Linked DNA regions of Sus scrofa: all the other regions are linked to region 1. The links are chromatin contacts, called in public Hi-C and promoter capture Hi-C maps. All regions are on one chromosome and are shown on one strand. The core of a region is the stretch at or near the end of the contact, and the rest is flanking DNA. Distances in the headings are between cores, read along the strand shown. Region 1 holds the start of FUS (FUS RNA binding protein). Region 2 holds the start of CCDC189 (coiled-coil domain-containing protein 189). Region 3 holds the start of PHKG1 (phosphorylase kinase catalytic subunit gamma 1). Region 4 holds the start of CCT6A (T-complex protein 1 subunit zeta).

Evidence for each region. Promoter capture Hi-C pulls out the DNA fragments that hold promoters and counts their contacts. A called contact is a pair of places that touch in the nucleus more often than the background predicts.
Region 2: a contact with region 1 is called in a Hi-C map of heart right ventricle, with 2.5 times the contacts expected there. The contact joins the promoter of CCDC189 here to the promoter of FUS in region 1. A contact is called at or near these places in 1 of 5 promoter capture datasets (fetal liver) and 1 of 47 Hi-C or Micro-C datasets (heart right ventricle).
Region 3: a contact with region 1 is called in a Hi-C map of skeletal muscle, with 6 times the contacts expected there. The contact joins the promoter of PHKG1 here to the promoter of FUS in region 1. A contact is called at or near these places in 1 of 5 promoter capture datasets (liver), 1 of 47 Hi-C or Micro-C datasets (skeletal muscle) and 1 of 2 datasets of contacts at active chromatin or transcription factors (skeletal muscle).
Region 4: a contact with region 1 is called in a promoter capture Hi-C map of fetal liver, with 3 times the contacts expected there. The contact joins the promoter of CCT6A here to the promoter of FUS in region 1. A contact is called at or near these places in 1 of 5 promoter capture datasets (fetal liver) and 1 of 47 Hi-C or Micro-C datasets (heart right ventricle).

Annotation. Positions count from the first base shown.
Region 1 is chr3:17,324,895-17,330,540 of Sscrofa11.1, reverse strand. It overlaps FUS (FUS RNA binding protein), which reads left to right and starts at 3,976. Exons shown (of 15, transcript NM_001287420.1): 1 at 3,976-3,988; 2 at 5,541-5,565. The coding sequence starts at 3,976.
Region 2 is chr3:17,634,005-17,638,862 of Sscrofa11.1, reverse strand. It overlaps CCDC189 (coiled-coil domain-containing protein 189), which reads right to left and starts at 2,709. Exons shown (of 8, transcript XM_013992414.2): 1 at 2,202-2,709; 2 at 1,868-1,899; 3 at 1,474-1,539; 4 at 1,129-1,298. The coding sequence starts at 2,417. It overlaps RNF40 (E3 ubiquitin-protein ligase BRE1B), which reads left to right and starts at 2,873. Exons shown (of 20, transcript XM_021086412.1): 1 at 2,873-3,004; 2 at 3,114-3,316; 3 at 3,702-3,869; 4 at 4,004-4,145. The coding sequence starts at 3,185.
Region 3 is chr3:16,818,262-16,823,458 of Sscrofa11.1, reverse strand. PHKG1 (phosphorylase kinase catalytic subunit gamma 1) reads right to left here and starts at 1,417. Exons shown (of 10, transcript NM_001293144.1): 1 at 1,294-1,417. It overlaps SUMF2 (sulfatase-modifying factor 2), which reads left to right. Exons shown (of 9, transcript XM_021086361.1): 9 at 1,311-3,698. The coding sequence ends at 1,383. It overlaps CHCHD2 (coiled-coil-helix-coiled-coil-helix domain-containing protein 2), which reads right to left. Exons shown (of 4, transcript XM_003124448.4): 4 at 4,329-4,630. The coding sequence ends at 4,620.
Region 4 is chr3:16,856,851-16,862,169 of Sscrofa11.1, reverse strand. It overlaps CCT6A (T-complex protein 1 subunit zeta), which reads left to right and starts at 3,351. Exons shown (of 14, transcript XM_005662018.3): 1 at 3,351-3,607; 2 at 4,014-4,077. The coding sequence starts at 3,471.

The DNA of each region.
Region 1 (5,646 bases), core at 2,727-5,226:
ATGTCGGAAATACTAGGGAGTAAGGGAGACTCTGGCCAATGGCCAGCACATGTGCCAGCAGCCTCTTGCTCCAGCTGACCCTTGCCCAGTGGGAAAGTGGGTCCAGGGTGGCCAGAGCTCGTTTTCGAGAAATGCCAGCAGTTTGAACTTTTGCCCTATTTTTATTTGTTTTTATTTTGTGTCTTTTTGCCTTTTCTAGGGCCGCTTCCCACGGCATATGGAGGTTCCCAGGCTAGGGGTCCAATCGGAGCTGTAGACGCTGGCCTATACCACAGTCACTGCAATTCAGGACCTGAGCCGAGTCTGCGACCTACACCACAGTTCACAGCAACGCTGGATCCTTAACCCACTCAGCAAGGCCAGAGATCGAACCTGAAATCTCACGGTTCCTAGTCGGATTCGTTAACCACTGCGCCACACGGGGAACTCCTTGCCCTATTTTTTGTGTTGGCAACTGGTTAAAAAAAGAAAAACGCTGTAGGCTACGGAGAACCTGGCTTCAGGCTGCATTTCACAGCAGGCTGCAATTTGCGCTTTGGGTCTCAAGGGAGAAGCAAATAAGGCAGAAGACAGAGCTCCTGGGAGCTCTGCTCTCTGCACAGCGAGCAGAGGAGGAGAAGGCAGGGAAGGAGCTGAAGGGACAGTGGGAGAGGTGAAGGGCCCGGAGCACCGATGCCGAGGAAGGAGACTTTCAGGAGAGAGATGCTCGCATGCTTTGTGAGTCCGGAGAGGTCCGCTGAGAGCGATAAGCCTGGAGAACAGTCACTTGATGTAGCCTTGCAGAGGCCATAGTTGGAGCCTGCCGCGCTGTTCAGGAGTGCTCCTCCCCACCCACGCCCTTGACTTTGCCATTCCTTCTACCTGTTACACTGTTTCCTCTACTGCTTTGTGAACTCCTACGTAGCCTGTAAAGCTTCGCTTCAATGGTCCCTCCTTTCTTTCCTGTACTCTGGCTGTCTACCTGATGAATGACTTGCTCTCCCGGCAGTTTCCAGAGACCTTGGGTCCATGGTCAGTACTTAACTGCATTTGAGTCAAGTACACTTCGGGTCACTTGACATTGTGGGTCCCAAGACACCGTGGGTCTCACCCACAGTTCACTCACTGGCTATACTGTCCTGCGGATCAGCGACTGGATCTTGTTTATCTTCCTCTCTCTAGGTCTGCCCCATGCTCGGTCCATATTATGCAGTGCTCAAGCGATGTTTGCTGAAGCATAGGAGTTAAGAGCAGCAACTCTGAGCCCGGCCACCTGGCTTGGGAACCGGGCTGTGGCTCTTTCTGTGTTGCCCTGGGCATAGCTTTTTAACCTTTCTGTGCCTGCCAATTTGCTTGTCTGTGAAATGCAATCCTCATGTGAACATTTTATTGTGAAGAATAAGATTACACAAGCCAGCAGTTCCCGTTGTGGTGCAGCGGAAACAAATCTGACTAGTATCTGTGTGGATGCGGGTTCCATCCCTGGCCTCGCTCAGTGGGTCAGGGATGTAGCTTGCCGGGATCTAGGGTGTACGTTGCCGAGGAGGCTCAGATCCTGTGTTGCTGTGGCTGTAGTGTAGGCTGGCAGCTGAAGCTCTAATTAGACCCCTAGCCTGGGAATTTCCGTATGCTGGGGGTGTGGCTCTAAAAAAAAAAGATTACACAAGGTATACTCAAAGTGCTCAGAATAGCGCCCAATACTTAGCAAGACTTATGAAAGTGTTATTATAAATATGTTTTATATAAATTTTATTGTGTTACCCCTGTTGTTAAATCGTTTCATCTATTTTGTACACTAATGCATCCTCAGTGGCCAGAACAGTCCCTGGACTTAATAAATATTTGGGGAATCAATGAGTGAATGAGTGATGGACTTCCCTTTGTTTGCCCTCACTTCAGGGTCACACTGCCCTCTCAGTGGTGGTGGGGTGGGTGTCAGGGTGTTCAAAGGTCATCACAGCCGAAATTAGGAATTGGGTAGAAGTTCGTGGGCATAGCTGTTTGTTTTCTTTTCTTTTCTTTCTTTCTTTCTTTCTTTCTTTCTTTCTTTCTTTCTTTCTTTCTTTCTTTCTTTCTTTCTTTCTTTCTTTCTTCCTTTCTTCCTTTCTTTCTTTTGCCTTATCTAGGGCTGCTCCCGTGGCACATGGAGATTCCCAGGCTAGGGGTCTCATTGGAGCTGTAGCCACTGGCCTATGCCAGAGCCACGTTTGCAACCTACACCACAGCTCATGGCAACACTGGATCCTTAACCCTCTGAGCAAGGCCAGGGATTGAACTCGAAACCTCATGGTTCCTAGTCAGATTTGTTGACCACTGCATGGCAATAGGAACTCCAAGGGCATAGCTGTTTTCTCTAGGAAAATGTCTGCAGCCTACAAGGGAAGTTTTGGAACACGTGTCAAAGATAAGTTGGGAAGGAAAATCTGCATGGTATATGTGTACCAGGAATAATGCCCTTTACCTTGTTTTATTTAATACTCACCTCTTCCCACCCTTCAGTGTGCAGTGGTTGGATATGGGCTCTCAGTTCCCAGGCCAGGGACTAAACTCTGGCTGTAGCAGTGAAAGCACCTGATTCTAGCCACTAGACCACCAGGGACCTTTCTCAATACTTTCAGCTTTCCTTCTCCAGGCAAGGCTGATGAGAGTGCAAGTTGCAAGTTAATTTGAATTTCATGTTTTGTCCTTTTTCTCATAAGGAGTGAACAAGCTTCAGAACACTTCAAAATGTCTGTATAACTAACAAAAGGAGTATTTTGCAGCCACACAGACCTGGATTCGAATTAGACCCCTTACATTTGGCTGTTCCATAATCATAGATTGCATTTGGCCTGAGTCTCATTTTTTTGGTGTATAAAAGATAGCCTTGCTATCTTTCTTCGTAAGATTGTGATGGAAAAGCAATTAATTGGGCTTTTTTTTTTTTGGCCGCGCCCACTGCATGCAGAAGTTCTGGGGCCAGGGAGTGAACCCTTGCCACAGCAGCCACCTGAGCCACAGTAGTGACAACGCCAGATCTTTAACCCACTGTGCCCTGAGAGAACTCTCTAATTGTGCATTCTGAAGCCACTTCAGCCCTATACAAATATCAATTATTGTTGGATCTGCACATTGATTCCTCCGTAGGGTTTCAGGAAAATACTCCCAGCCCTTTATCAGCAAAAGGCTGGGAGAACCCTGATATAATCTCAATCTCCGGATTGTTTGGGCTTTTCTGTCCAACAGCGAGTCAGAAGCCAAGCTTTGAGGTTGTAGGTGGGCCATAAATGCTTAATCAAAACAGGACCCAGGGGTCCGAGCTAAACTCCATGCTTGCTTTCACGTCAAACGTCACAATCCACAAGCCCTGGTAAGGACAACCCTGAAAGACGATGAGTGAAAACCAAGACGAAGAAAGGTAGTGTGTGTGGTCGGGGGAGGGACGTTAGAACCAAGAGAGGGAGGCTGGCGCGGGAGGGAGGATGCATCTGATGCAGTGGAAGGGCAGTGGAGCGGAGAAGCTCGCTATCCGGAGTGAAAGTGAGGCCCAGCGAAAGGGGCCAGCCTGAGGAATTTCGGTTCCCGCCCCACGACTCCCGGCTTTGACTACAGTTCCGCCCGCAGACGCCCTAGGCCCCTCGCCCCGCCCCCAGAGGGTAATCGGACTGTACCATTATGATCTTATAGGGGTGGAAGTGAATCTTTGGCTCGTCCTTCAGAGAAAATATAAATTATTTCTCAGAAAAAATAAGGCTATATATATTATTTGCATGGTTCTTAGTGAATAACAATTATGTTCTGCCGGCTAGGACCCTATATATTCCCTGAAGGGCGGCAGGAGTCCGGCCATGCTTCCCCTTTTCCTTTCCGCATTTGGTGCATTCCCCCAGGATACGTAGGCGGGGGAGGCGTACATAAACCTCGACGCAGGAGGCGGGGCTGCTCAGTCCTCGAGGCGTCGGTGCTCAGCGGTGTTGGAATTCTGTTGCTTGCCGGCCTGTGCGCGCGTGCGCGGACATGGCCTCAAACGGTATGTAAGTGCGCGAGGCGGCGGTGGCGCGCCAGCCCTGGAGCTCGTAAGCTCCCAGTTGGGCTTTTGTTTCTCGGTGGGGCCCGGGCAGCGATCGCATGTAGGATCTTCTCCGCACCACTGGCGGGAAGCAGCGGAGAGGGGTGGAAGGGGGAGGCCGATGTCGCCATTTTGTTTCGCTCCGCTGGCGCCTCGCGCAGGGCGGGAGGTCTTCCCTTTGCAGCCCCTTTCCTTTAGGTGAGGGTTGGGAGGAACTCTTCTTGGTGACTGGGGACGTGAGACGCGGATGGAAATGCTTGGTCCCCGTAGCCTTCTCTCCTCCGCGTCTCCAGCCCCGCGCTCGGGCCCGCTTTGTCGCAGTGCTGCATCCGGGCACTCGGTGCGCGCACGCGCTCTACTGGCCCCTCCCCCCTTTTCTGGCGGCGCGAACCCCCCTCCCGCCTCGTGTCGGCCCTGCTTTTTGTCGCGAGACCCTCCACCGGCAGCTCCGCGGCGCTCGTCCGGTGTGGGCCTCGCTCCCGGGGTCCCTCGGGAAGGGGCGGGACCTCCTCGTTCCCGCCTCGCGTGCCACGCGGCTGGGGGCGGAGGCTTTGGATCGGGACCGCGCGCCCGTTTAACGGCTAGGGGTGGGGGGCTAGGGGGTGGTCCAACGGACTTGGGGACCGGGTGAGGCTTTTCCCGCCTAAATTTTCCTCCTTGGGAGGTAGGAACTGAAAGGAACGGCCGCCTTAGGCCACACCCTCTCCCGATCCTTTTGCCGTTTCCTGCGGGGAAAGCTGTTTCCTGTATCGAGATGAGTTGATCAGGCTTGTGCTGTCTTCCTTGTGGCGTTTTCGTTACCTTGGATTCGCCAAGTCTCCCCGCAGCCCCGAGGCAGGCAGGGGAGATAGGAACTCGTTGGGAGCCGTAGGGCTGAGGACCTGAGTACCAGTCGGCTTGCCTCTCGAGGCGACCGCTCTTTGATGGCGATCTCTGTCGTTTGGGGTCAAAGAATTCTCCCTTCTTGGTGAGCTGGCTCTGCACTAAAAGCCCCCTGTTCCTGTCTCCAAGATTGGATGGAGGGTGGCCTCTCTCCAGATCTTGAGACTTTCTTTGGGTTGAGAAAGTGCAGGCTACAATCGGAACGTTTTTGCTTCTGGCTTGCAATAAAGCCTGTTCTGCTCAAGCAGCTGTGTGGCTTCAGTTGGACTCTTGGGGATACCTTCCTCATAGAGTGGGTGTGAAAACATGTGAGTCAGTTTGTGCAGTTCCGGATATCAGTTGAAGTTGCAGAAAAATGGTAGTTGTCCACCAGGACTCTTGCTTTTTCCAGTACTTAAGGCCTCTTGGTCTCGGTAGAAATTCGCTTTTTTGGTGTGTCTTTATTGTGAGAAAACTTGACTTTGGTCTGCCGTCTTGCCCCTCTCAACTAGGGTTTCAGGAGGGGATTTCTGCCTTGTCAATTTTCACATCTAGGGGCTCTGGGGCTTGAGTTGAGGCCTTTACCTCTAGTTTGTTCTCTTAGGGGTGGCTGAAGGTAATGTTAATATGATTGTATTTTTCTGTTTTGCAGACTATACCCAACAAGCAACCCAAAGGTGAGTGTCATTTCTGGGTTTCCAGAGTTTGTAGGGGGCAAGGGTGGCTAAGGTGTCTTTTCCTGAGAGCACCGTTGTTGC
Region 2 (4,858 bases), core at 1,460-3,959, 310 kb before region 1:
AGAGTGACCTACAACAAGCCAAGAAATACATAATTTTAAGTCTTGTTAAACATTCTGTAGGAAATCAGTTCCAGGAATAAAGCAGGAGTTATTTCACGGAACACCATGCACATATATTTACATATATCACATATACTATTTCTCAGAACAGTTTCATAATGTTATTGCTATATCCTTATTAGAAATAAGGAAATAGGAATTCCTGTCGTGGCGCAGTGGTTAACGAATCCAACTAGGAACCACAAGGTTGAGGGTTCGATCCCTGGCCTCGCTCAGTGGGTTAAGGACCCGGCGTTGCGGTGAGCTGTGGTGTAGCTCACAGATACAACTTGAATCCCATGTTGCTGTGGCTCTGGCGTAGGCCGGTGGCAACAGCTCCGATTTGACCCCAAGCCTGGGAACCTCCATATGCCATGGGAGTGGCCCTAGAAAAGGCACAAAGACAAAAACAAATGAAAAATAAATAAATAAATAAGGAAATAGGAGTTCCTGTCGTGGCACAGCAGAAATGAATCTGACTAGGAACCATGAGGTTGTGGGTTCAATCCCTGGCCTTGCTCAGTGGGTTAAGGATGTAGCACTGCCATGAGCTGCAGTGTAGGTTGCAGACACGGCTCGGATCTGGCATTGCTGTGGCTGTGGTGTAGGCTGGCAGCTGTAGCTTTAATTAGATCCCCTAGCCTGGGAACCTCCATATGCCGCGGGTGCGGCCCTAAGAAGCACAAAAAATAAGAAAAGAAAGAAAGAAGGAAATAGAGAGTTACCGTGTGGCTCAGCAGTAATGAACTCGACTAGTATCCAGGAGGATGCACATTCGATCCCTGGCCCCACTCTGGGTTAAGGATCTGGCATTGCTGTGGCTGAGGTGTATGTAGGCTGGCAGCTGTAGCTCCGATTTGACCCCTAACCTGGGAACTTCCGAATGCCATGGGAGTAGCGCTTAAAAGAAAAAAAAAAATAGGAAATGGAGGATTTGAAAGGTGAGGTGAGATAAGTTGTGTGTGATGATACTCCTAGTAATGTCAGAACCATGGTTTCAGGTGGTAATCCTGCTTTGACTCCCCTGGTCACTTGTGCCATCCTCCTCCTCTGCCCTGGACTCAACTCTCGGGTAGCCTCTCCTCTTACCGATACAGGCCTTGTGAAGATCTTGGAGCAGGGCACAAGCTGTTGATGTCTGCTCCAGTGAGAAGCCCTGATGGCGGCAGAAGATGAGTATGTGGGAGAAGAGGTCCAGGGTGATGGCATCTCGCAGGTTCTGCTCAGGACAGCTGAGCCCCAACAACTCAGCCAGCACCCTTGGGAAGGAGAGAGGAAGGAATGAGTGGCAACTAGAGTCTCCCTTCATCTCCCTTCACCACCCTACACTAAGTCACAAGGTGCTTTGGAGCCAGGCATTCCTCATGCCTTCCCAGCCCACTGCCTCAGCCTTCTCCAAGAGCCAGTTCTTCCTGTCCCTACTCCCCGCCATACTCCCTCATCTCCTCCACGTTGGTTGTCTTCTCCAGCCTCTGCATGGAATGGATGTCGAGGTACTTCCTATCATAGGAAAAGAGGGGAAAAGGTGTTGGCCATTATGCATTAGTCTTAGGACAAGGCTATGATGGCTAGAGCGTAGGACTGGGAAGCAAGAGACCTGAGTTAAGAGGTTTGGCTCTTCCACTAACTCGCTGTGTAACTTTATAACAAAGTCACTGAGGCAGCGGGAGACCTGGCTTATAGTCATCTTGGGTAATTGTATCTCTGGGCCTCAGTCTCCTTGTCTGTAAAATGGGAATTCCGTCCTGTTTGACAGGCTCGTAAGGAAGCGCTAAAGGAATAATACAAGTGTGAAGGGTAACTTTCCCTCAAAGCTCTTCACACTCACCATATGCAGATCCGGGGCTGGGGTAGCGGCGGCTGCGGGAGAGAAAGCGGATTGGGAAAGGCAGAGCTGCGTTGTTAGTCCTGGCCCGTGGTTCTTTGCCCTTGGTGAATCTCTGGTGGTCTAACAACGCGATACCTTGCCTTCTCATCTTAAAAACTGTGTACTAGCAATACCGGCGGGCTGGGCTTCGGCGATCCCTAAGTACTATTCATGAGCGTATTGACAAGCAGTTCAAGCCTGCCTCTTCACCAAGGCAGCCCGGGAAACAAACGGCCCCCTGCCTGGGAGCCCTTTTATAAACATTCATGAGCAGACCACTCTGACCTGTCCTCACCGGGAACAAGTTGGCTGCAGGATCTTCATTCGCATCCACTGAGGCCACGGTCCCTGACTCGGTCCGCACTCCTGTTCCCATCCTCTTGGCCGATTCATCCAACGAGCTGAGGTCCTTCTCATGGTCTTTCTCATGTTCTCGCCGCAGTTCGGAGTGCTGGTCCAGCTCCGACCGCCTTTTCAGTCGCCGGAATTGGCTGGATTTCCGGCGGATCATCTGGTCGCTCCTCTGTGTCGCGGGTCCCCACCGTCTTTATCCTGCCTCGGTTCTGGGACAGCCGATCTCGGGCGGCGACTGCCAAGGCCTGGCCCTTATCGACGCTTCAGCCAATCTACGCTGCAGAGAGGCCGGGTACAGCCAATCGGCTGGGGGCGTCCCTCCGTCTCAACGGTGACGGTTGCTAAGGAGGATCCAGTAGGAAGGGAGAAAGTGTACCGTGCTCGCCAAACTGTGAGAAGAGAATGCGCATGCATAATAAGATGCAAACCCCGCCCCGGTGCCCTCTCTTCGAAGTTGTTAATCTGAGGCAGGCGGCGTTATTAGGACTGCGGAGTGGAAGTGTGTTGTCAGTTACCATGGCAACTGCCTACCGGCCAATCACTGAGAGAAAGAGGAGGTGTTCAGAAAGAAACCAAACGGACGCAAGAGGAGGAACAAAGCACAACCAATAGAAACAGGAACTGGAGAAGATTTCGCCACATCCGGCGCTGCCTCTGGCGCCTGCGCTCTGTGCTGGGGGGCGGGGGTGCCCAGTGACGTCCGGTGAAGTCCAAGATGGCGGCGCTAGGCTGATCCTGCTGCTGGTGAGGGGCCCGGGGCCGGCGGGGCGGGGTCCGGCAGCTGTGTGCGGGGGTAGGCTCGTGGCTGCGGACCTCCGTCCCCTTCCCCAGCTCTACTCTCTGTCTTCTGCAGGTGACGGAAGTGCCGAGTCCGCCTGCCTGACGTCCTCGAGAGACCGGGGGCCGCTCCTCGCCGCCGCGGCCATGTCTGGGCCCGGCAACAAACGCGCCGCCGGCGATGGGGGCTCGGGGCCCCCAGAGAAGAAGCTGAACCGCGAGGAGAAGACAACAACAACGCTTATAGAGCCCATTCGTCTTGGGGGCATCTCTTCCACGGTTCGTGGGCTCCTGCCCCAGCCCGCCCAACTTCCCAGAACCGTTTTCCCAGTTCCCCAAGTTTAACCAGATCCACTTTACAGAGCATTCTGTTGAAGGAAACCTAGGACATGACGTCTGCCTTCCCCTCGCAGATAGGCAAACAGGTTCCCAGAGAGCGTGTGACAGACATGTCAGACTTCAGGTAGAAAGAGGCAGGAGCAGAACGTGACGCTCCTTACAAACAAGACGCTTCCTCCGTGGGTGTCTGAGCTTTGTATGTCCTGTTAGCAGTCTGCTCCCCTCTCACATCCGTTCTATCTGCTTTCCTTTGTCTCTTTCTCTGATTGGTTTCTTGGGCCCTTCTTGACCCTCTCTCTCCTCGGCCCCTCTGTTTCCTTGGTAGGAGGAGATGGACCTGAAGGTTCTGCAGTTCAAGAACAAGAAACTAGCAGAGCGATTGGAACAGAGACAGGCTTGTGAAGATGAACTCCGAGAACGAATTGAGAAACTGGAGAAGAGGCAGGCTACAGATGATGCCACACTCCTCATTGTCAATCGCTACTGGGCCCAGGTGAATGCCCCTCTCCTTTACAAGACTGGGCTTTGATCCAGCTGCCAGTTCTCAGACTTCTCTGTTAGAAAGGGAGTATCATGCTAGGAAGCACCTGAGGGATTCCTAACATTTTTGGTGCTTTCTCCTTTCAGCTGGATGAAACTGTGGAAGCCCTTCTCCGACACCATGAGAGCCAGGGGGAGCTGTCTTCAGGGCCAGAGGCGCCTGGGACCCAGGAAGGGCCAACGCGTGATGAGACCCCTCTCACAGAGCCAGGAACATCGGAGCTGAGGGGTAGGGCCAGAACCCTAGGATCTAGGAAGCTTAATTAAGTTCTGGGAAAGGTCCTGGAGAGGAAAGGATCTTGATAATCAGGCTGCTGAATTCCCTGCCTATACAAACACACACACACACAATTGATTTTATATTTGGGCAGCAAATCACAGTGGATAAGAACAGAGACTTTGGAATCTGAATGACTTGGTTAAGAGTACAATTCAGGTTTTATTTATTTATTTTTTTTGTCTTTTTGTCTTTTTGTTGTTGTTGTTGCTATTTCTTGGGCCACTCCCGCGGCATATGGAGGTTCCCAGGCTAGGGGTTGAATCGGAGCTGTAGCCACCGGCCTACGCCAGAGCCACAGCAACGCGGGATCCGAGCCGCATCTGCAACCTCCACCACAGCTCACGGCAACGCCGGATCGTTAACCCACTGAGCAAGGGCAGGGACCGAACCCGCAACCTCATGGTTCCTAGTCGGATTCGTTAACCACTGCGCCACGACGGGAACTCCCAATTCAGGTTTTAAAAGTATTACATGTATTTGTATTATGACTGTGTACTTGGCACTGGTGTAGATTTGGAGGAGACAAAGATAGTTAAAAAAAAAAAAATTACTGGGAGTTCCCTGGTGGCTCAGTGGGTTAAGGATTGGCACTGTCACTGTGTGGATGAGTTCGAATCCTGGCCTGGGAACTTTTGCATGCCGTGGGTGTGGCTGGGAAAAAA
Region 3 (5,197 bases), core at 168-2,667, 500 kb after region 1:
CTGGTCCCAGCCTCTGGTATCACTTGTCAGTGTACTGCCATCTCCTCCATCATCTGTGACCATCTCTAGGACGTCCCAGCCATCCCTCCCCACTGTGCCCAGTGCAGCTGCTACAGGTGCTGCTCCGTGGATGCAACTCAATGGCTGGAGGTATCCCTGTGGTCCAGGTTCCTGCCAGCAGGATGGTCCTGTTCCCAGAATGCCTTGTGTCCCACCTAATGGTGGCCAGTGAGCCCCGAGAGGTCCTGCTGGGACAGTATAGAGCCAGGACCCTCAGGCCGAGATCCAGAGGAGCTGAGCTGGCGTTGCTTCAGGAACGTGGAGGCCGTAGTGTACTGAACTCCTCCCGCAGCCAGAGGATTTCAGGAATGGAGAAAATGATGTACTGACCGGAAGAGGGGCAGATAGAAAACGGGCACGAGCTGCCACTGGGCAAGGCCAAAGCTGCCTCTCCTCTCACTTCCACCGCCCCTTCTGGGCCCAAGAAGGCCTGGCCTGTCGGAGGGGCCAATTTGCTGACTGGCCAAGGAGCAGCCCTGGCTGCCTCGGGACAGGCTGGCTGTTCCAGGAAGTCTGGTGTCCCTACTGCCTGGTGCCTGGTTACCAGAGGAAGGATCAGAATAACAACAGGCTCCTCTGCCAGCAGCAGGCGCTTGAACGGCCTCTGTTCCGCTCGTCAGCAACCCCAGCTGAGCACGGGCATGTCAGTGCCCCATTAAAAAAAGCCCATTTTCTGGTAAGTCCTTTTACGTTCCCAAGGTGGGTGTCTCTCCCCCGTCTCTAACCTCCCAAAGCCAGGCGGGGAAAGTCTCTCCTTCCTTCCCCCGGCCCTCCATGTGCAGAGGGTGTATCTGACCCAGCCCAGGATGCCATCCAGTCCAGGGGCCTCTTTCCCTGGCACTGCCGGCTTCGCTGAGTTCCTGGAGTGGGCGGGGGGGCTTTATCATGCCTCTTTCCCTTGCTCCAGCCCTAGCTTGGGGCCAACTTTGGGCCTCTGTCCACCACCCCCACCTGCACTCCCCAGGCCTTTCCCAAGACGCCTCTGGAACAGGGTCCCCAAGTGGGGGTAGGCAGCCTGGTCCCTTTTGGAACATAACATCCCTCCCTGAGAACAAAGTCCCAGGGATCTACTTTCCGCAGACAAATACCTGGGAGGGGACTTCAGGAGTCAGTGCTGCCACTCTCCTGGGCCCACCTGCCCTCAGAAGGGGGAGTAGAGGGGCTAATGGATTTTGGGGGGTGGTCTTCCCTCCTCACAACCTCTCCCTCTCCCCTCCTGATCCAGCTACTCACCGCTTATGTCCTCGCAGGTTCTTGAGTCAATGTGACAGAAACCCCAAAGGTCCTGGAGCCCCTTGGGGAGAGGGGACAACAGAGGGCTGAAGCGTGTCCCGAGCAGACACTTGTGGCCAGAATAGGATGTCTTGCTGCTCTTCCTTCGGGCTTCGCTACTTGATGACGGAAGGCCGATGTGCCAAAAATAAATCACAACTGCAACCTGGGATGCGGGCCAAGGCTCAGCAGAACAGCGCCCTGGCCAGGGCCAGTCTCACCGGGGGGTGACCTCTGGTGGAGGGTGAAGGAAGCTCCGGTGGCCTGGGAGCAGGCAGGACAGACTGCACGAGGCAGCCGCCCTCTGGAGCTCACTCAGCCTCCAGGCTTAGAGGAGGTACAGCCAGGAATGGACCTGCTTCTCTGGGAGCCATTCATGTGTGTGCTGAGAGCGGAGCCCTGGCAACACCCCAGCCACTGTCATGCCCACCTGCAGCCCTGGCTGCCACAAGGACGCAGGCATCGGGACCCACTCAGGTACTGTTGGTTTGGTTGTCCTACAAAATGCAGACCTCAAGGGTTAGGGAACATCCCTTCAGGAATCCATCTTGATCTGCCTCCATGATTTCATCCTTAACAGTTTCTTTCTTTTGGTCTTTTTAGGGCCACGCCCGTGGCATATGGAAATTCCCAGTCTAGGAGTGGAATTGGAGCTACAGCTGCCAGCCTACACCACAGCCACAGCAATGCAGGATCTGGGCAGAGTCTGCAATCTACACCACAGCTTATGCAGTGCCGGATCCATTAACCCACTGAGCGAGGCCAGGGATCAAACCTCATGGATCCTAGTCAGGTTCATTACTACTGAGCCACAATGGGAACTCCAGCCTGCAGTTTCTAATGAATGAGAGGAGTTCCATGTGCCAGGAAAAGCATATGGGCTCTATCATCAGGGTGATTTTAGCTTAAGAGGCTGACAGAATTGGCAGTAATGTATGCAAGGTGCTGGCACACAGTAGACACTTATCTATTGCTCACCCTCACTCAAAAGCTACCTTTTCTTCAAATCCCTGATTCTAATATTCCAAATGAAGAGAGAGTAGTACAGTGCTCCATACAGATGCTGAGCCCATGAATACTCACTTAATTAGCATTTTACAAAGCACTTCACACACACTCTCACTGATTCCCCCACACTATTGGTATTTTTCCAGTTTCAGAGATTGTGACTTGCTCAAGGTTGTCAAGTAGGTGAGGAGGGCCTAGGTTAACCCCAGGTAGGGGTCCATGTGCTTTCCTTTCATTACATCAGGCTCTCCATCTCTTTCACTCTGGGGGACTACTTTGAACTACTATCTAAAAAGGAATTTTTTTATCCATAAACGCCTCCAGCTCATCAAGATGCAGCATCTGGCCCCAAGGATGAGAACACCTTTTACTGTCACTAAGCCCTTTTTCCCTCTCCTGATTCTAAGCTGTAGATTCCTGCTGGCTTACACTTTCAAGGCAGGGCAAAAACTCCTTCTGACTTCAAGGCAAAAGGCCAATACACCCAGTGGATTATTCCCTGTGCCCTTCTCTGCATAGCCATGGCTCCCATCAGGGAGAGGCCAGATTAACCAGACTCTTAGATTTTGTCAGTGGTGGCTCCTTTTCCTTTGATTCATTGATTCAAAAATTCTTGGGTACCAACTGCACACCATCACGCCTTTGATGTTAAAAGGCATTAACACGGTGAACTCAGGAGTTCCTGTTGTGGCTCAGGGGTAATGGTAATTTCCATGAGTACTCAGGTTTGATCCCTGGCCCTGCTCAGTGGGTTAAAGATCCAGAGTTACTGTGGAATTGCCATGAGATGCCGGTAGGTTGCATACACAGCTCAGATCTGGTGTTGCTGGGGCTGTGGTGTAGGCCAGCAGCTGTAGCTCTGATTCAATCCCTAGCCTGGGAACTTCCATATGCCGCAGGTTTGTCCCTAAAACAAACAAAACAAACAAAAAACAAACCACTATGAACTCAGAGGTCCCAAACCTCTAGGAAAATGGGCAAAGGAGTGCTTCCTGGTGAACTCAGGAGGGAATATGCTGGGGGATTGGCCAATAGTGGACTGGGTCATTCAGATCCTTGGGGAAAATGATTAGGTAGAATGGGGCACTTAGCAGAGGACAGGAGGTAACAACTGAATACCACTTAACTCACCTTGCTGTAAGAGATCCCTAAAATAAGGGGGGAAAAGTCAAAATAGGAAAATTGGAGTTCTTGCTGTGGTGCAGTGGGATTTGGCAGCATCTCTGCAGCGCCAGGACATAGGTTCGATCCTCAGCCCAGCACAGTGGGTTAAAAGATCTGGTGTTGCTACAGCTGTGGTTGGATCTGATCCCTGGCCCAGAAACTCCATATGCTGTGGGGTGGCCAAAAAAATTGAAAAAAAAAAAAAAAAAGGAGTTCCTGTTGTGGCTCAGTGGTTAATGAATCTGACTAGGAACTGTGAGGTTTCGGGTTGGATTCCCTGGCCTTACTCAGTGGGTTGAGGATCTGGCGTTGCTGTGAGCTGTGGTATAGGCTGCAGACGCGGCCTGGATCCCACGTTGCTGTGGCTCTGGCGTAGGCCGGCAGCTACAGCTCCAATTAATTAGACCCCTAGCCTGGGAACCTCCATATGCCTGGGGAGAGGCCCAAAAAATGGCAAAAAGACAAAAAAAAAAAAAAAAAAAGAGGAGTTTCTGTCATGGTGCAGTGGAAACAAATCCAACTAGGAGCCACAAGATTGTGGGTTCAATCGCTGGCCTCATTCAACAGGTTAAGGATCTGGTGTTGCATTGCTGTGAGCTGTGGTATAAGTTGCAGACATGCTAGGATATGGCGTGTCTGTGGTGCAGGCCAGCAGCAGCTCTGATTCGCCCCCTAGCCTGGGAACCTCCACATGTTGTGGGTATAGCCCTTAAAAAGCAAAAAAAAAAGGGAAAATCAAGTCCATATTGAGACAACTGTGTTCTTCTGCAAAATGCATTATGTTCAGCATGTGTGACTTATAACCTAATACTTAAAGAGACACATTTTGAAAGAAAATCTCTTTATTCTAATTAATTCACAATCAATAACATCAGAAAAGCATGTTTCAGAGGCCACATAAACATCTGCCCAGCTCCAAACTCAATACTCAATGAGCTTCCACATCAGAAGAATACCCTCCTCCACTGCAATTCTGAAGCACGAAAGCTATTAGTGATAGAGGAGAGGTTTAATCTTGATTTCACACTTTATATCTTCATGATCAATCACATTTTTATGCTAAATCAACCAGGTCATGGAGGGTGATTTTTCATGTCTTCAGTGGAGCTTCTTGATTAAGATAATCCTGCAAACAGAAAAGGTATGTTAAAAGAGCACTAGCCACATATTCTCAACAAAACAGAAATCCTCCAAATTACAAGAGGAGGAGTGAAGCCCAAGGTTGTTAAGTTTCTTTTTTCGTTGGCCATGACCATAGAATGTGGAAGTTCTTCTGCCAGGGATCGAACCTGCACCACAGCTGTGACCTGAGCCACAGCAGTGACAAGGGCCATATCCTTAATTGGTAGGCCACCAGGGAACTCCTATTAGTTTTTTTCATAAGCTATTTAAGGCATCCTACAACCAACAAAACTTCAATTCTGCACCTGCCACAAATGAGAAAAGACAGGGCCTATGTACTTCAAGGGACAGAGTCCTGAATCAGAAACACAGTCATTTTGGTACTTGATGTAGCTCCACCAGAGACTTCTGATAAACGTGGCCATGGAATCTCTTAATTCCAGTTCAACTACCTGAAAGGATTAACTTCTCCTCTATTTCCTATTTAAATGAAGGTGGGAAAATGGAAATAAGCAATTTTATTTTATCTTATTTATCTATTTGGGCTTTATTTATTTATTTATTTATTTAT
Region 4 (5,319 bases), core at 2,102-4,601, 470 kb after region 1:
TCATGGTTCCTAGTCGGATTCGTTAACCACTGTGCCACGACGGGAACTCCAGAAAACAAGAAATTTTAAAATATTTAAGTAAGCTCTGTTTTACACAGTATAGCACAAAATTCAAATAATAATAATAAAAGAAAAAAAATACATTCTACTACATGAAAAACATTAGTATTTAACTGGTAAAAAGGCATAAATACAAAATACAAATAACACTGGGATAGATTAACTTCAACAAAGAAAACATAAAGAGCTCCTACAAATCCATAAGAAACCAAATAGGAAAACAGAAGACATGAACAGACAGTTCACATCGAAAATACTACAGGAGTTCCTTCCCGTCGTGGCTCAGAGGAAACGAATCTGACTAGGAACCATGAGATTTTGGGTTTGATCCCTGGCCTCGCTCAGTGGGTTAAGGATCTGGCCTTGCCATGAGCTGTGGTGTGAGTTACAGGCTCGGCCGGGATCTCACGTTGCTGCGGCTGTGGCCGTGGCTGGCAGCTGTACCTCCAGTTAGACCCCTAGCCTGGGCATCTCCATGTGTCTTGAGTGTGACCCTAAAAAGCAAAAAAAAAAAAAAAAAAAAAAAAAAAAGAAAGAGAAAACTACAAATGGCTTTCCCTGGTGCTGCTGTGGGGATTTCCCTATCCTTTGTCTCCTCCGTTCGTTCAACCTCCTTCCACCTCGAGAGTTGTCTTCATCACTAGTGCTCTGGCCTAGACTTAACTAGCAAATCAAACCATAACAGTCAAAAGAAGCTACTTCTTCAGATTTGTCTCTTGCAAGCTTTTTGCCTCCATCGTACACACCTACCTTTCCCTGGGCATGCCATGCCCTCCCTCTGTCATCTCTGTCTGCTATCACTCTCCTGAGCCCTCTTCGCCTGCCAAGTATCTATGTATCACTGAAAAATTCACCTCCAAGAACCTTCCCTGATGCTCAGTAAATACCTTTGTGCTCACAGCACTTCAGTCATCCCTTAAATATAACATCCTATACTTTACTGTGGTTTACCTGTTTACAAGTTTATCTCCCTAACTAGGCTATGTGCTTCTTGAGGATTAGCATCTCCAGAACTAATCATGCATCTCCTACTCTGTAACTGAACCTTTTATTTATTTATTGCTTTTTTTTTTTTTTTTTTTTGGTCTTTTTAGGGCTGCACTCGTGGCATATGGAGGTTCCCAGGCTAGGGGTCTAACTGGAGCTGAAGCCACCAGCCTACACCACAGCCATAGCAACACCAGATCCAAGCCACCTCTGCGACCTATACCACAGCTCACGGCAACGCCAGATCCTTAATCCACTGAGCGAGGCCCAGGATCGAACCTGCATCCTCATGATTCCTAGTCAGAGAGTTTCCACTGCGCCACGACGGGAACTCTTATTTACTGTCTTTTTAGGGCTGCACCTGCAGCACAAGGAAGTTCTCAGGCTAGGTGGGGGTTGAAATAGAGTTGCAGTCACCAGCCTATACCACACCCACAGCAACGCCAGATCCAAGCTGTCTGCAACCTATAGCTGGATCCTTAACCTGCTGAGGGAGGCCAGGGATCAAATTTCTCATGGATCCCAGTCCCGTTTGTTACTGCTGAGCCACAACAGAACTCCCTGTAATCAAATTTTATAGAGATGCTTTTTTGATTCTCAAATATACAAAGCCACTTAAAAACATTCTATACCAGGAGAGTCACTGCAGCCTTAGTAGAAGATTGGAAACAACCTGAGTTCCCATCGTGGCTCAGTGGTTAACAAATCTGACTAGGAACCATGAGGTTGCAGGTTCGATCCCTGGCCTTGCTCAGTGGGTTAAGGATCTGGCATTGCCGTGAGCTGTGCTGTTGCACAGGAGCAGCCCAAGAAATGGCAAAAGGACCAAAAAAAAAAAAAAAAACCATGCAACTGTTAGTGAGGAAGCCCTATTTGTATAGATATGTTACAATCTTCAAGACACTTTAGGTGTAACACACCCAACAGTATTATTTTAAAATTATTATTATTTGTTTTTTAGGGCCACACCAGCAGCACCTGGAGGTTCCCAGGCTAGGGGCTGAATCGGAGCTGCAGCTGCTGGCCTAGGCCACAGCCACAGCAACCCAGGATCTGAGCCGCATCTGCAACCTACACCACAGCTCACAGCAAGGCCAGATCCTTAACCCACTGAGCAACCCACTCAGGGATCGAACCTGCGTTCCTCATGGATTCTACTCAGATTGGTTAACCGCTGAGCCACGATGGGAACTCCTCCCAATAGTATTATAAATTGCCATTTTGTGTGGGGAAAATTTTTGTATTTAAGTACATATTTATTTTTTTCGTTTTCAGCTGCACCCAGGGTATGTGGAAATTCCTGGGCCGGGGATCAAGCCCACTGCAGTGACAACGCAGGATCCTGAACCTACTACGCCACAAGAGAACTCCTCTATATATTTACTTATAAATCCAGAAAGCATCTGGGGAATGCTGAGTATCTAATGATATCATGTAGCTAAAAGTGCAAGTCAGGAAGAAGTTGAACTTCAGCTGGAAGACTTTTCACTATATACTTTTTGACATCATCTGAATTCTGATCAATTTTAGTTATCATCTATAAAAACATCATACAAAACATTAGAGAGTACCTGGGGGGGTGAGGGACTGGATACTAAAAAACAACCATGGCCATCTTTCGGAATAAAGGAGTCCTCTCAAAGGCCGAACACCACTGCCCAACCATGTTTAAGTTCTGGAACTTGCCTTGAGGATCTGAGGCCTCAGCATGGTGTCCTGAGCCCAAAGGGTGGACTGACTCTTGCTTCTCCTCAACTGCTATCGCACCAATCCTGTAGCTTTCTCCAGAAATCTAGCACTTTCCATCATACATTCTATCTCCTCACCTTTCCTAAGCCTAAAACAGCTAGGACGCCAGGCGAGGGTGCTTATCGGATTAACTCTGCCCCACAGCACCTACAACACCATCAAGCACACACTACGTAGTCAAGGAAACTCTTGACAACCTGGGTAAAAGAAGCAACAAGAGAAAAGGCCAAAAGGTGCGAGTAGGAAAGGGAGGAGGCCCACCCTAACCCTGCGGCCGAACACCTCTGGGCAAGAGCAGCCGCCTCTTCAGTCACGCCCCGACGCGCGCGGCCCACAAGCCCGCCCCGCCTACGTCCTCGGGCTTGGGGTCCGCAAAGGCTAGCCCTGGCCAGCGGCGACACGGGAGCCCCGCACGTCCCAGTTGCCTGGGAACACGCTCCTCCCGAGCGTAATGGCGCCGCGGCCGACGCGAGGGGCGGGCTACGTTCAGCTGCGACCCAATGAGCGGCGCCGGCAGAGTCATGGTCCAATGACAGCGGCGCGCGGGCACGCCGGGGGCGGGCTCGACGGGCCCGACTTTTCCAGAAGACCCGGATAGCGCCTCCCGGCCACGCCGAGCCGGCTGTGAGCTGTTAGCACGCCGGCTATCCTCATCCTCCTCTGCTGGATCAGCTATGGCGGCAGTGAAGACACTGAACCCCAAGGCCGAGGTGGCCCGAGCCCAGGCGGCGCTCGCGGTCAACATCAGCGCGGCCCGGGGGCTGCAAGACGTGTTGAGGACCAACCTGGGGCCTAAGGGCACCATGAAGATGTAAGGCGGGGCTGGTGGGGAGGCGCGCGCCTCGCGGGCCTACAAGGGGGACCGCGGCCTGGAGCCCGCCGCTTCCGGGCTTCTGCACTGGCCACTGCGGCCCATTTCCCTCCCCCTTTGCCACGGGTCGATCCCATTTTCTGCCCTGGCCATTTTATCTTGCGGTTCAAGTGATCTCCGCGGAGAACAAAGCTGCCCGCGTGCGCGGCGCTCCTCCGCTCTCTGGGACTTAAAGCGACCCTGAGGACTGTTTCCGGCCGGGAGGGTGGGCGCTTGCACCGTTCCTGTTAGCGGGAGCGGAGCATCAACCCTTGAGGGGCTGGGTAGAGCCCCATTTTTGTGCGACTTTTCATTTGGTCTCCGTTGAGAAAGTCACGTTGTGATTCATTTCTGCCCATTTGAACAGGCTTGTTTCTGGTGCTGGAGACATCAAGCTTACTAAAGATGGCAATGTGCTGCTTCATGAAATGGTGAGATTTTTAATGTTCGTTTTTAAGGTAGAAGAATTCATCGCTCTCAACAGGTAGTTTTCCAGACAATGGAAGGAGTAGAAAAAATAATCAGTACTGTTATGGACCGTACAGTACAGAGAGGAGCCCTGGAGTCTAATAAACTTACTTTTGAATCCCTACCTTTGCCATTTAAGGCCTTAGTTAAAGGGTTTTCATTATTAAAATTAATTCTAATAAAATCTAAAAAACTAGTGGCGATTGACATAATTAGGTAGGCAAAATGCGACAGGATGGTTATACTTTTCCTATTTAAAACAGCATTCTGGGAGTTCCCGTCGTGGGGCAGTGGTTAACAAATCCGACTAGGAACCATGAGGTTGCGGGTTCGATCCCTGGCCTTGCTCAGTGGGTTAAGGATCTGGAGTTGCTGTGAGCTGTGGTGTGGGTCACAGACACTGGCTGGGATCCCGTGTTGCTGTGGCTGTGGTGTAGGCCGGTGGCTACAGCTTCAGTTAGACCCCTAGCCTGGGAACCTCCATATGCTGTGGGAGTGGGCCTAGAAAAGACAAAAAACAAAACCAAAAAACCCAGCATTCTGGGGGTTGCTCCTGTGCGGTGGATTCATTCCTGGCCCTGAACTTGCACATGCCCTGGTGGAGGCCAAAAATAAATAAATAAAAATAAAACAGCGGTTCTTCTTTTTACACCATCTTTCCATTTTTAAAGTTTCAGTGGATAACAATATGAGATTATTGGGAGGAACAGTCATTTTACTCATCCCTAAGTTCCCAAAACATAACAGTTCAAATCCTAGAAGAGGAAAGGACTTGCCTTTGTTTTGAATTTAGAATAAAATTTAGAGTTTTCATACTAGTGCATCATAGATTTTCAACAGCTAAGTGTTTGTAAATATTTTCAGTAAAGACTAGCTAACCTGGAAGATGTTTTTGTTGGTGGGCTAACTGGTAACCTGTGCTACCAGAATAGGAGGCATGGTTTAAACTTGATGATGTCAGAAAAGCCATATCTACATGTCTTTTTAGTTTAATTTTTTTATTTCTTTTAGGGCTGCACCTGTGGCATATGGAGATTCCCAGGCTAGGGGTCAAATCGGAGCTGTAGCTGCTGGCCTACACCACAGCCACGGCAATACCAGGTCCTTAACCCACTGAATGAGGCCAGGGGTTGAACCTGCGTCCTTATGGATGCTAGTTAGATTTGTATTTGCTGATTCAGGATGGGATCTCCTCTACACGTCTT